3 separate regions of the Oryctolagus cuniculus genome follow, and all the other regions are linked to region 3. A link is a contact called in public Micro-C data. All regions are on one chromosome and are shown on one strand. The core of a region is the stretch at or near the end of the contact, and the rest is flanking DNA. Distances in the headings are between cores, read along the strand shown.

The links. Hi-C and Micro-C count contacts between places; a contact is called where the count stands out from the background.
Region 1: a Micro-C map of ear pinna shows a contact between it and region 3, with 2.6 times the contacts expected there. The contact joins the promoter of KCTD7 here to the promoter of NIPSNAP2 in region 3. A contact is called at or near these places in 2 of 6 Hi-C or Micro-C datasets (ear pinna and an unstated tissue).
Region 2: a Micro-C map of ear pinna shows a contact between it and region 3, with 2.9 times the contacts expected there. The contact joins the promoter of RABGEF1 here to the promoter of NIPSNAP2 in region 3. A contact is called at or near these places in 2 of 6 Hi-C or Micro-C datasets (ear pinna and an unstated tissue).

Annotation. Positions count from the first base shown.
Region 1 is chr19:66,454,069-66,458,605 of mOryCun1.1, reverse strand. It overlaps KCTD7 (potassium channel tetramerization domain containing 7), which reads right to left and starts at 2,045. Exons shown (of 4, transcript XM_002722279.5): 1 at 1,672-2,045. The coding sequence starts at 1,815.
Region 2 is chr19:66,500,149-66,504,961 of mOryCun1.1, reverse strand. It overlaps RABGEF1 (RAB guanine nucleotide exchange factor 1), which reads right to left and starts at 2,900. Exons shown (of 9, transcript XM_002722278.5): 1 at 2,753-2,900.
Region 3 is chr19:65,783,719-65,788,522 of mOryCun1.1, reverse strand. It overlaps NIPSNAP2 (nipsnap homolog 2), which reads right to left and starts at 2,982. Exons shown (of 10, transcript XM_051836325.2): 1 at 2,814-2,982. The coding sequence starts at 2,905. LOC138847078 (a long non-coding RNA gene) reads right to left here and starts at 2,805. Exons shown (of 2, transcript XR_011384684.1): 1 at 732-2,805.

The sequences.
Region 1 (4,537 bases), core at 796-3,295, 670 kb before region 3:
ATGCGTCTACACAGCCACGCCTCATCCCGCATCCCTTACATCTGTTCTATGTAATCTGAAAGATTAGTGCCCAGTCCAGCTGAGCTTCTGCAATCAGTGGCACAAGTCTGGAAGCTCAAGGTCCCCTCTCAAATGCTCAGGCTATTGTCTTTGCTTTAATGGCCTTCTCTCCTGTGGCTTCCATCGAACCGCGCTGGAAAGCAACAAGGCCAATCCTCCCTGATTTTCCCACAAACCTCCTCCTCCAGATCAACTAAAATGTTACCCCTCTGCATTCTTTTCAATATTACAACATCTCTGTGGCTCCAGGGAAGGCCTATGTCTCTGTATCTGGACAGTCCCTTTTCCCCATTTGCAAATCCTTTGTGAGATAAAGTTGGATACAAATACACTGCACAAAATGCACCCAGGGCCTGGCTTTCCTTAAAGACCCCACAACTCGCTGAACGAACGAAGGCAATGGACAGGTGTTGAGTCCTGTGTATGGACTGTTACTTTGGGCAGCCCAGGGACAGGGACAATGCCTTCTGCTTACCCTACAGGTCCTCTACAACCTTGCTAGCTGCACACCATGCACTCAAAGATCGCTGAAGGATAAATAATATTTTGCATTTATGGAGCTCTTTAACCCTGTTTTCCAGAGACATCTCACACCAATCCAAGTGTTTACACCACAGGAGAGATGAGAAGATTCAAGCAGAGGCAGGAAAGAAGTAACTGAGAACAGTTTTGGAGCTCACTAGGAGCAAGAATGGGATCAGTGGGGGGGCTAGCACCAGAGCCATGGCCCACAGTCTCCAGGCCTTGTGCCTTTTCCCTCAAACTGCATTGTTGTCTCAGTGACAGTGCACAAAAAATAGCACCACTGTGTCTCCAAAGGCTCTCCCCCCCCCCAACACACACACCAGCTGCAGAGACTATGGTTAGAATTTTGCCCATTTTCACAAGTGTCCCATGATGCTGTGGGTACAGGGTTCCTGACATTAACAAAACACCACCTGCTGCCCCCAAAACCTCGCCCAGCCCAGCCCCTCCCACGCTACGCACCGGGCACTACCTTAGTCTCTATCTCCTAGTCTCCACCTGCAATGTCTACTTTCCCTTCTCCTCTTCCTTCTCTGGAGGGTGATTTTTTTCAGGCAGGATAGTGACGGGATCACACAGACCAAGATCAGGGGTGGCCACGGTGCATCAGAGGGCAGCGGCCAGGAGTGGAGGCCATGGGGTGTCCGGCGGTGTGGACACAGCTATACATTGACCTACTCCTTGAGGGCAGATAGCACCTCGCCCCACTCCCTGGGCAGCCAGAGAGCTGCTCTGGGCAATGACCAAGGCCTCTTCCTGGACTCTCCAGAGGACACCATCACTTTTGAGGTTCCGGGTCTCCCTCCCTCTTCCAGTTGGTAGCGGTGCGACATAGGGATGCGGGATGTGACCATTTAGTGTGGCAGGCAGTGCACACTGGAGGGAGGGGCTTGGGAGACCAAGTGCTCCCTTAGGCAGGGAAGACACACCTGGTGCATTTTCTGGGGGTAGGCGGGGCAGCACAGCTTGCGCCCCGAGCTCCAGTCCTGCTATGCTCACCCCCCTCCCAAGGGCAGCTCTGCCCTCTGCACCTGCTCGTCGCACGAGACCCCCTGTCAACCTCCCATGCTCCCTCTCTCCAGGTACCTCCTGGGGCAGCAGGGGCAGCGCGTGGCCCGCCTGCGTGGCCGTCGGGGTTGCCGGCTCCAGAAAGTCGTCCTCAGCGTCGGAGCTGGACATGGCACCGTCCGGGCGACGGCTGTCTGACTCCTGCCCCGTGACTACCACCATCCCTCTGGCTCTGGGCAGTGGGCGCGGCTTTGGGTGGGCGGGCAGGCAGGCGGGCGGCGGTCCCAGACACTAGCGCCGCTCAGCGCCTGGCATGACGCGGCCGGCTGCGAGCGGGCCGGAGTGGCCAGGAGCCAGCGAGCGGGCCCGGGGTAGGGGGCGACAGTTCCCTTCAGCGTCCGCAGCTCACGGACCACCGCGCAGACTGCAGGGCCGCTGGCCTGACAGGGCCCGCCCCCTGTTATTGGTCGAGAATCCGCAGGCTCCGCCATGATTGGCAGGCAGCTCGCCCAATTGCAAGGCGAGCAACGCGTACGGCCGCCGCCTGATAGGCCAGCGGGCGCGTTGTGGACTGGCGGGGGTGCACGACGGCCACCTCCTCATAGCGGCGCTGCCGGGTTGGCTCTGAGGACACCGCTCCCGAAAAGGGCTGGGGACTGACTGTTGTCTCTCTCCTAGGTGGAAGGCCTGGGCAGCCGTTCCGGGAGGATGTGGCGGGAGGAGGTGCGTCACTGAGGATGCAGGAGAGGGAGACACCCCAGCCACAGTGGCTAGGCCTCCGCAAGCCGCAAGGGCACAGTCTGAGTTTCCATTTCTTTTCCCCCATTGACTCATGCAGGAATCCGGGGAGAAAAAAAAAAAAGCTTAAAATGGGGGCCGTTGAGTTCAGTTAATAATGACAGCGAGTGCCCACTGTGAGAGTCCCAGGACACGCGGATGGCGACGGGCCCTTGCCGCCAAGCCAGCACGTCTGCGTTGCGCGGGTGCTGTGTGCCCTACAGGAGGAAGAAGCTGCCTGGGGCTGGGTCTGCCTCCTGGGGGTCAAGGATTTCCACGCCCAGTTCTTCTGCTCCTGAGGCCTGAGGGATTAAACAGCTTCAGGGAGGTCAGCCATGAGCTAGTGGCAGTCCTACTGTCTGGCCCGCCCCTCTCCCAGCCATGAGTCTCTGGGGTCGCTGTTTTCTCCAACTTTAGTTGCAGAGGATGATCTTGTGGAAACATAGATTCCTGGTTTCACCTCCAGAGAATCTGATCCATTTAGGGTGAAGCCCTCGAATTTGAATTCCCAATAAACTCAGAGGTTAATCTGCTACTTCAGGTCCAGAGAAGCACACTATGAGCAGCACTGCCCTAAAGAAGGCCCTTGGAACGGGTAGGAGCCTTTCTCCAAAATACCTATCACGGGCCGGCGCTGTGGCGCAGTGGGTTAACACCCTGGCCTGAAGCGCATCTCTGTGGGTGCTGGTTCTAGTCCCGGCTGCTCCCCTTGCGATCCAGCTCTATGCTATGGCCTGGGAAAGCAGCAGAAGATGGCCCAAGTCCTTGGGCCCCTGCACCCTCATGGGAGACCTGGAAGAAGCTCCTGGCTCCTGGCTTCGGATCAGCCCACCCTCCTTGTGGCCTTCTGGGGAGTGAACCATCGGATGGAAGACCTCTCTCTCTGTCTCTACCTCTCTCTGTAACTCTGTCTTTCAAATAAATAAAAACAAATCTTTAAAAAAATAGCTATCACAGGGATAGGTGTGTGCCTTACCTGTGAAGACAGCACTTGGGACCCCCACATCCCATTTTGGAGTGCCTAGGTTCAGGTCCCAGCTCTGCTTTTGATTGAGCTCCCTGCTAATGAACAGCTTGGGAGGTGGAAGATGGCTCAAAGTATTTAGGTTCCTGCCATGTACATGGGATACCATGCACCTGGATGGTATTCTGGGCTCCTGGCTTTGGCCCAGCCCAGACCTGGCTGTTGAGGCCATTTAGGGAGTGGACCAGGGAGACGGAAGATATCTCTGGTTCTCCCTCTGTCTTCCAAATGAATAAATAAAATTTTTAAGACACATCTATCGGGCCGGCGCCGCGGCTCACTAGGCTAATCCTCTGCCTTGTGGCGCCGGCACACCGGGTTCTAGTCCCGGTCAGGGCGCCGGATTCTGTCCCGGTTGCCCCTCTTCCAGGCCAGCTCTCTGCTGTGGCCAGGGAGTGCAGTGGAGGATGGCCCAAGTGCTTGGGCCCTGCACCCCATGGGAGACCAGGATCAGTACCTGGCTCCTGCCATCGGATCAGCGCGGTGCGCCGGCTGCAGCGCACTGGTCGCGGCGGCCATTGGAGGGTGAACCAACGGCAAAGGAAGACCTTTCTCTCTGTCTCTCTCTCTCACTGTCCTCACTGTCCACTCTGCCTGTCAAAAAAAAAAAAAAAAAAAGACACATCTATCACAAAATGTCCTGTTTTCACCCTTATGACAATTAGGATGATTCAGCTGTAACTGACGCCACAACAAAAAGTGGTTTAAATAATAAGAGATTTAAAAAAAAAGTTTATTTATTTATTTGAAAGGCAGAGTTACAGAGAGGCAGAGGCAGAGAGATCTTCCATCCGCTGGTATACTCCCCAGATGGCTGCAATGGCTGGAGCTGTACTGGTCAGAGGCCAGGATCCAGGAGCTTCTTCCAGGTCTCCCATGTGGGTGCAGGGGCCCAAGGACTGGACCATCCTCCACTGCCTTCCCCAGGCCGTATCAGAGAGCTGGATCAGAAGTAGAGCAACTGGGACTCGAACCAGCACCCATTTGGGATGCCAGCACTGCAAGTGGTGGCTTTACCTGCTATGCCATGGCACCGGCCGCAAGAGTAGGGGATCTTTATCTTACTTAATGGAAAGTCTTTGCAGACCTAAGGTTGGTTCAGTACATAATAGGAAGTTCCTGGAATCAGCTTCCTTCTTTGGT
Region 2 (4,813 bases), core at 1,651-4,150, 720 kb before region 3:
TGTTCCAATTGCCCCTCTTCCAGGCCAGCTCTCTGCTGTGGCCAGGGAGTGCAGTGGAGGATGGCCCAAGTGCTTGGGTCCTGCACCCCAAGGGAGACCAGGAGAAGCACCTGGCTCCTGGCTTCAGATCAGCACGGTGCGTCGGCCATTGGAGGGTGAACCAACGGCAAAGGAAGACCTTTCTCTCTGTCTCTCTCTCACTGTCCATTCTGTCAAAAAAAAAAAAAAAAGCTTTATCTAAACATCTAACAAATAAGTAATATTTAGTGGGATAAAGAGAAGTCAGCTGTTGTTTCCCATGTTTATCAATAGTATAGATTACCTGAGGCAATTCAGCTGTACAAAATAACATACACAACATTTCTACCGTGATTTATGATAGAGGTAAGCATTTACAAAAACTTTGGAAATGTTGTGCCTTGGGGCCAGTGCTGTGGCACAGCACTTTAAGCCATGATTTGCAGCACCAGCACCCCATATGGTTGCGGCTGCCCTACTCCCAATGCAGCTCTCCGCTTAATGTGCCTGGGAAAGCAGCTGAAAATGGCCCAAGTCCTTGGGCCCCTACACCCACATGGGAGACCTGGATGAAGCTCCTGGCTCCTGGCTTCAGCCTGACCCAGCCCCGGTTATTGGGCCATTTGGGGAATGAATCAGTAGATGGAAGGCCTGTCTGTCTGTCTCTGTCTCTCTCTCTCTCTCCTCCTCTTCCTGTAACTGAGCTTTTCAAATAAATAAACTTAAAAAAAAAAAAAAAAGTAAAGGAAAGAAAACGTTGGGCCTTAACTGTGAAACTATGTTTTTAGTGTGCATGGTATAACTGGCGATGGTCAGTTGGCACCATGTCTAGTCTGAGTTCCAGGTGTTAGGTTACATAGGTATCTCCTATATTTTAGGGGCAGATCAACTCTACTAAAAGGATTTACTTCACAGCCAATAGAAACACACGTGCCAGAAATTAAACTCATGCAATCAAGTGTGAAATCCTGACTCCAGCCAAAAACTGACACCAGTAAAAGAAACAAGATCTTAGTTCCATATGTAGACATTACAATGGGAGAGTACTGACCAAAATGTTTTCTCAATAAACACCAGAATTCAATGAATTATCCTCATCAAGCCAACTACTTGTGAATGCCCAATTTAGATGGCAAACGCAAAGAGACAAAGGCAGAATTCTTGTTTACAGACATCTACAACTTAGCTGATCAAAAACCCTTCCTTACACAAAGAAACCAACAGTAAATGAACACATAATTCAATTCGAACATTTAATGAGCAGAAAAGATTGAAATACAAGACATAACCAAGCACCATATCCGACTCATCAGCCACAGGGCAGACCAGTGTGGAAGAGTTAGGTAAAATTCCATTTTAACCACATAACAATCCCACAAGCACCTCCTTGTAGTTAGTGGCCGCTTCTTTAGTTCCTCCCTCCCCCATATTCTCACCTACTTCCAAAATTCCCATCCCACCTAGTTAGTCTGAATGTTACTCAAGCTCTAGGACACTTCAGAAAAGTATTCCCTTCCTCCGCCCTCCACACCCAACTGCGTGGCCATGGCCGCAGCTGCTCAGCACTTAGCACACACCCTTGCCACGCTGTATTAAAATTATCTTCACCATGCATCCCTCTCCTACATTGGCTAACTTCTGGAGAGAAATGGACCTGCTTGGATGGGAAGTAAAAATTCAAACCCAGAACACGTGTTAATCCTCCGCCTAAGAACCAGCAGCTCTTAAGTCTGACTTATCATTAATTGGATTAACAACATAATCAAATCTTCTGGCACCTCCCGCAAGCTTTCTTGGTACAACCATTTTAAGTTTTTGTGGTGTGTGTGTGTGTGTTAAACAATTTTAGTTTTACAAAGGGAAAAGCGCAACTATTCTTATAAGCTCTCCCAAAAAATCTTTTCAGCCAAAAACCAGGTGATGCTGCAAACTCGTCCTGGCAAAATTTCCCATGGCATCTCCAAGGTGAGCCGAGCCCACCGCGCCCCTCGGCCACATTTCCAACCGCAGGAACTGGTCAGCCGCGCTGAGACACCGCCAGCTGCCGATGACCCGGTCTCCCGACGGCTCAGTCCTTCCCTGTCTCCCCGCCGAACTTCCGCGATGGGCAGCGAGCTCTCCACCCAGACGGTCCGAAAGCAGGGACTTCCGACCCGGCCCCACCACTCCGCCCTCGCGCGCGGGATGAAGTCAGGACCACAGACTTGAAATCCCGGGGCCGCGACAAGACAGCACCCCGCCCAGCACCCGGGCGGTTCTGTCCCGGCGCCCCCGTCTTGGCCGGGCTTAGCTCTGGGTCCGAGCCTCCGGACCCAGACGCGTTCTGCAGGAGTCCGGGCACCACCCGACCGGCCACCACCACAGGTGTCCCTTCGGACTCCGCGGGATGAGGAGCGAGCCACCCCCGGGAGGGTGCACTGGTGGCAGGAGGCAGTCGGTCCGTCCGAGTTCGGCCGGGCCGTGCAGAACTTGGCAACCACTGCCTGAAACAGGGGAGGGCGAGCACTAAGAAGATGAAGAGACCGCGACGGCCTAGCGCCCAGCAGGGCCGCGCTGCCCGGGGCCCGGGTGTGGGACGAAGCGCGGCCGGAGACACCGACGCGAACCGGCTCCCGCCGGCCGGACGGCACGGACGAATGACCCAGCAGCCCTCGTCCCGCGCGGGACGACGTCTCTGCCCACTCCCGGAGCTCCGAACGGCGCCACCCTCGTACCCCGTCCCTCTGATCCCCACCTCGTCGGCGGCTCCACCGGCGTCGGGACCGCCGCTCTCCCCGCGTAGCTCAAGTGGGTCCTGACTCGGCCAGTCCACTCCCCGCCCTCACACCCGCCCTCCCTCTCACGCCCCGCCCCGGCGCCGGGAGCGCACGCACGTCACGCACGTCCGCGGCGTCACTTCCGGGGCTTTGGGCCCTGGAGGGGAGGAGACTAGTTAGTGCCCTGGGGCGGTGGTGGGCGAACGGGTTCCTAGAGGCTGTGTGGAGAAGCTGCGCCGAAGACGCTGGGGGGCCGGGCTGCCTCCAGGTTAACGCTGGGGCTCTGACCCGGAGCGTTCGGACGCCGTGGAGAAGCCTGTATTTCCCTGCTTGCTTCCGGGTTCCGGCTTGTAAATGCTTGAGGACAGCACTGCCCCTTGGGTGTCGCCCAAGGGAGCGGCACGGAGTGGGAGAACTGCCCGAAAGCTAGAAGTGTTCGAGTTAAAGGATTTGAGAGAAATGGGTCCAAACGCCGATTTTACATTGGAGCAAAGTAAACCCAGAAGTTGAATAACTCCGCCAGTGCCACGCAGTATTATCAGTGGTCGAATCCCACGTGGAATCCCATTTCAAGAATGTTGGAGACAGAAGCCAAACACACTGACTGCTTGTGTATCCTGGATGCCACCTGTGCCACCGAATGCAGCCCCAGGGAAGGAATGAAAAGAAAATCTATGTCCTGTGTGGGATGCAGACTTGGACTGGAAGCTCAGCGTTGCAAATTGTCGCCTTCTGTGATCTTGGATAGGTCGCCTGATTACTCAGTTTTCGTTTATTTTCAGAGCACAGATGAATCGACTTCTTCCTCAAGTGTTTCCTCAGCGCATGACGCTTGTTAGGCTGAGGATACAAGAACGGAAGACAAAAATACCTGTGCCAAGTAGTTGCGGTGCTTAAAGGGAGAGGTGGAGGAGCCAATAAACAAATTTATGGTAGGACATTGGACAGTGGTAATTGCTGTGGGGGGAAAGAATACAGAAAGAGCGGTAGGAAGTGCAGCCTAGGGCAGTCTTGGTGCAGTGGTTGAGGCACCCATTGGGAAGCCTGCTTCGTAGATCAGAGTGCTTGGGGTCCCGCTTCTTAGGAATGCACACCCTGGGCTGGTGATAACATCTGAAAGTGCTGGAGTCTCAGCCACCAATGTGGAAGACACAGAGTTTGTTCTGGGCTCCTGGCTTGGATATGGCCCAGCCTAGCTGTTGCAGTGTTTTGGGAAGTGAATCAGCAGATGAAAGATCTCTGTCTTTCAAATAAATTTTTAAAAATAAATAAGGGAAGCTGTGGTGCAGCCGTTGGTGCAGCCGTTAATATGTCACTTGGGATGCCCCTCATCCTGTATTAAAGTACCTGGGTTTCAGTGCAGGCTCCACTTCAGATCGCAGCTTCCTGATAACGGTGGTGGTGGCTCAAGTCTTGGGTCCCTGCTTCCCACGTGGTAGACCCTGATTGAGTTCCAGGCTCTTGGCTTCAGCCTGGCCTAGCCTTGGCTATTGTAAGCATTTGGGAAGCCAACAGATGGAAGATTACTCACTATTTCTGTCTCTCTACGTTTCAAATAAAAAATTAACTTTTAAATAAAAATAAATTTTAAAATGTTTTCTTAAAAAAAAAAAGAAGTGCAGCCAATAAGTTTGCAGTTTTACCAGTGGACCAGAAAGGCCTCACGGACATGATTCAAGCAAAAAGGGAGAGAACCAGCTGTGCTGTTGTGTACATGTCTGGGCAGGAGTGTTCTAAGCACAGGTAACAGCACCGGCAAAGCCCCTCTTTGACCCCTCCAACCTTTGTAGCTATGATAGTGAATTGAGAAGTAGAAGAGATCATAGATAGTTAGCAAAGTAAGTAAGGGACCAAGGCTAAGTCAATATAGGAGGGAACTGCCAACAGTATGGATACTGGAAGGTCTGACTCATTGAGGCCATTAAAGGAAAATCTATAGTGCATGCTATTCATTAGTCCATTGCTAATTTTGATGTTGATTAGAGGAGAAACTTGTTATCGTGCTAAGTAATTTTTTTTCATCCATCCAGAAGTGGAAA
Region 3 (4,804 bases), core at 1,733-4,232:
CTCACCTTGGATTCCCATTCTTAATTTTTACAATGATCTATTACCAGTATACTTAGTGACCTTATAGTTAACCCTACTCTGAGTAAACAAGTTCAGCAAATAGTATGAAGAGAAAGAAAACAGAACAAAATCAAACAAAACCAAACAGACTGTTCCTCAATGGAAGAGACAATGGCTGTGAACAAGCATCCATCCTCAATACACAGCCTTCCAGGTATTCTCTTAGTTACATATGCATTTTGAGTGCCTGTGGGACAAGTGTCCAGTAGGCAGCTGGGAACTCTGGGCCTGGTGCTGAGCAGAGCTAAGGGAGATAAGCTGGCAAATGTGCGGGCAGGGCTGAGCCGCCCAGGAAGACTTCCTCCTCCTTTCCAGAAAGCACTGCCCTGGCAAGGTCACCCACAACACCCTGTCAGCAAGGGCAGTTTCCTCCTGTCACGCTGTCACCTCAGCCTTTCAGCAGCACCTGGCGCGGCTGACCCCTCTCTCCTTGAAACACACAGAACAATGACCTTGCAGCCTGCTCTTCCCAGTCTCCCTTGCTGGCTCCCGCTCCCGTACCCAGCCTGTAAACACTGGCATATCCCAAGGCTTCTTTCTCAGCCCCTCCTCTGTCCACACGCTCTTTAAGCAATCTCATCCACTCCTTCAACCGATTACCAAACAGTCTTAATGAAACTCATCAACCAACAATTCAGCATTCCTATACACTGTCCACTCTCAAATGTTACCTGCAGTCCAGACATCTCCTTCAAAGAGTCAAGTGGCCAACTGCCTACTTCCACTTGAATAGCAGGCCTGGCTATCTCAACGCTTTCCCAGGTTCTAAGCTGATCTGAGTCCCTCCTGCCTCTCTCCTCCCTGAACTAGCTAGCTAGCTGCTGGGTGGCCTTGCTAGCTTATCTTATTTACTGACATTTCCTAACAGCCAACAGTGCAACAGGCGCTCATATTTAAGGAACGAACAACTCTTAGTAAACAGAACTAGCATTTGCTAACTTGGCGATTACCCTTGATTCTGTTCCCTCCCCAGAGCCAAACAGATCTTTTAAACACGCGGATCGGACAATGTGGTGCTGCAGTTCATGCTTTCAAAGGCCATCCACGGCTCTCAGGGTCTCCCACAAGATGTGAAATTTTCTGGTCCTGTTCCCCACCTCCTTTCCTGGGTCCCCGAGGACAGACACCCTGGCTGGTATGCCCAGTTTTGCAGGGCTCCCAGTGCGTTCTGCACATGCGGTATTTGGCAGAATTAGTGAGTTAGACAATGGCTACCCCTAAGTCAGACTGGAGGCCAGGAAGGGAAGTAGACAGAGTGCAGAAGGACCCAGCAAGTGAGACAGAGATGAGGACTCCGGTGTCAACAGCGTTTGGCCCCAGTGAGAAGTGGGGATACTAGGCAGACCTAGTCCAAAGCTCGTTTACTAACTTTGTGACCTTGGGTAACTTGGGCAAACACGCTGAGTAAATATTTTCAGTGTTTGCCATCTCTTTGGGAAGGAACAAAATACAAATTTGGTAGGCTCATATTGCTGTGTGGGGAAAAAAAAAAACACAGATGACAAATAACTATAAAAAATAAAAGAAAGTTGATTCGTTAATAAACCTGAATACAAATTTAAGTATGGGGGTGGGGTGGGGCAGGGTTTCCAAAAGTTTGTGGAAAATGGAATTTAAAGATAGTGCTAGAGCCTGTGTTGTGGCGTAGTGGATAAAGCCACTGCGTGCCCCGCCAGCATCCCACTTGGGTGCCAGTCTGTGTCCCGAAGCTGCTCCACTTCCCATCCAGCTCTCTGCCAATGGCCTGGGACAAGTGGTGGAAAGTGGCCCAAATACCCGGGCCCCTGCCACTCACATGCGAGACCCAAATGAAGCTCCTGGCCTTGGCCTGGTCCAGGCCTGATTGGAGGAGCCATCTCAGGAGTGAACCAGTGGATGGAAGATCTTTCTCTCTCTTTTAAAATAAGTAAGTAAATTTTGAAAGAGATAATGTTAAATTCTCTAAGAACTCTCCAGAAGTCCCTTCATAACCTGGACAACCTGGATAAATTGGACATCCCTGCAGGCACGGGCGCTGGGCCCCAAGATGGCTAGACCAGGGTTCAAAAACACCTTTCCCCATTGGTACGCTTCACCTTCTCAGAGGTCCCATCTCTTAACTTCCAAACTAACCCTGTTAAGGAAAAAAAAAAAGCAAAATCTACAGGTGCGTTAGGATGGGCTCTGGTTACTTAAGGTGGAAATGTCAGTGACAGATTCAGATGACCAAACAGTTAATCCAATGAGGTTAGGGAGGAAAAAACGAAAGGCCTCAACACTTCGCGCTGGTCACTGTAATACTTTCTCACCCAGTCCCCCCACCACGTCACCGAGGGCTCCCGGGGGACCAGGGAGCGGCCGGCGTCAGCACGCCCTTCGCAGACACCCGGGCTCTGGGCGGGAAGCCGGGCACGGCGCGTCCAGGCCCCGCGGCCTCGGGCGCGTGCTCTGCCTCCGGCCCCCGGTCAAAGTCCCACAGGCCGGGCCGGCGTGGCGCGCAGCGGGCGCCTTCCCCGCGGCGAGGGCGGAGCCGCGCGCCCCGGCCCGTCCCCGCCGTGACCTTGAGCCCGGTGGGCAGGGTAAAGGCGCCCCGACCCCGCCGAGGCTCCAGTGTGTCCGGGCCCCGCCTCCCGCGACCTCTGCTCCCACTGCCCCTCTGCCCCCGGGCAGCCCTGCGCGGCCGGACCGGGGCGGACACCGCGCCGAGGACCCCGTGCCCTCTGCCCCGTGGCGGCCCCTCCCCGGCCGCTCCCGGAAAGGGCGGCGCAGCTCACCGGAGCCTGGGTAGGAGGCTACGCGGGGCCGCCTGCTGCAGGAGGCCTGTGGCCGAGGCCGCTCCGCGGGCGCGCAGCACTCGAGCCGCCATCTTGCTCCGGCGCCTCGGCTCCCACCGCCCGGGCGCCGCCGCTGACGCCGCCGCCGCCACCGCCGCCGGGACCCCTCCCCCGGCCGGGCCCGACCGGGCCGGGGCGGGGCGGGGCGCGCGGCCACTGCAGCGCGGGGCGCGGCCGCCAGGGGGAGCTGGGTGCGGCCGCGGCGGCTGAGTCCCCGGCGCTCGGAGCGCGAAGCAGGAGAAAAGTTGCGAGACAAGGCCCTCGGCGTCCAGGACTGGGCATGGCTTGCAAACGAGTGGAAAGAGCACGGAAAAACAGCACCGCTGTTGCGAAGGGGATCCAAGAAGTGGCGGAGGGGCGTGTCCTCGAAGCTCGTTTTTTTTTTTTTTTTTTTTTTTTATTAACCACCTTGCTACTAAAGGTTATATTGTAACAGAAGCATTCTGGGTGGACATGCACCCAAATTCTGCCGTGGCCCCGGGACAGTTCGTTTCAGCACCCAGAGGGCGCCGACCTCAACCTGTCACGGTCGGGGGCGGGGAGAACAGGCAGCACCCGGGGGGACAGGTCACCAGTGCAGGTTGGGCGAAGTGGACGCTGTTTCCCAAGAACTGGCCTGCCAGCTGGGTCCCAAAGGCTGGACCGGTGGGACGGAGGGCAGGGCGATCCTTGGGGGAAGGAACCACTGAAGCCCTGAGGCGCTGTAGAGGGAACCATTTTCAAAGCGAAAGCCGTGAGACAAGGTGGGGACAGCCTAGCAAGGCCTACAGAGGAGACTTGGGAGGAGCGCGGGTCCCCGCCGCCAAGGGGGGTATATGGAGGCGGCCACGCCACTGAGGGGTTGCAGGGGCGAGGGAAAGGGTCTCAGGGCTGGGCTGCTGGGAGGTCTCTGCATGGGGGAACGGAGATGGCAGCAAAAGGCTCCCGAGCTCGCGGCTTCTGTGAGGCTGGTCATCTCAGAGGCCCAGCTCTAGAGTCTTTTGACTGGGACAAGGCACCACCGGGGAGCACACGGATGGATGCTACAGAGGAAGCTACAGCAAGGACTTGCCCCAGCCTGGGGAGAAGCACCTGTCCCTAGGATGCCAGTGAGAAAGTGAGACAGAGGCTGTGGACCTAGGTTTAGTGAGGCTGTTGAGACCCAAGAGGCGGGCAGAAGAAGTGAGCGCAGCCTGGGATGGAAAGGACTTGTCCCAGGCCTGCGAATCACGGCTCAAGTGTGGACGAGTGCTTGGAGAGTATCTCACACGTTGCCCTAACTTCCCAAGCTCTGTCTCATGAGCTTGTCTCGAATGCTTTCAAGTCCATTCCCCTGAAAGGTAACTTTGGTGGCTAGACATTTCTTTGCTGGTCTTGCTTTTGTGTTACCATCAGGCCATTTATTCTGAATTTTCCTTCTCCACTGTCGTTTGGCTCTGGAGTTCCACGAATCCATTGCTTTCTGTTGGCAGTTGGGATGGGGGAGGAGTATTCATTCCACAGGTGTGTGGCTTAGGCTTAGGGTACTACTCAAAGCCACCGAGTAAACACAGGGCTTCCTGGTGCACTGTTTTTACATTGAGATTTTCAGGAAAAGAATAAATAAAAATGATACATTACAGCATGCATGTGAGGTTTTGAAATATTGTAGATGGCCTGGACTCTGTCCCAGAGCTGTGGTGCAAGTGTCCTGTCATCGGCTGGGGGCACACTTGGGAAAGCCACCCTGGCGCTCTCCTGGATCCTTCCAGGCTAATGGGTACCACACAGCCCCACCTGCAGCGGACCTAGACCCTCTCGGCTCACCTACCCTGGAACCCCGTCACTCCAATCGCTCACCTTCCCTGCACACTCAGTCTACATGCTAGTATCAGTACCAGCACCTCTCATCTTTCCCCCATTCCAGTCCCTTCTCTACAGTGATGCTAGTTAACTGTTATAAATGCAGACCT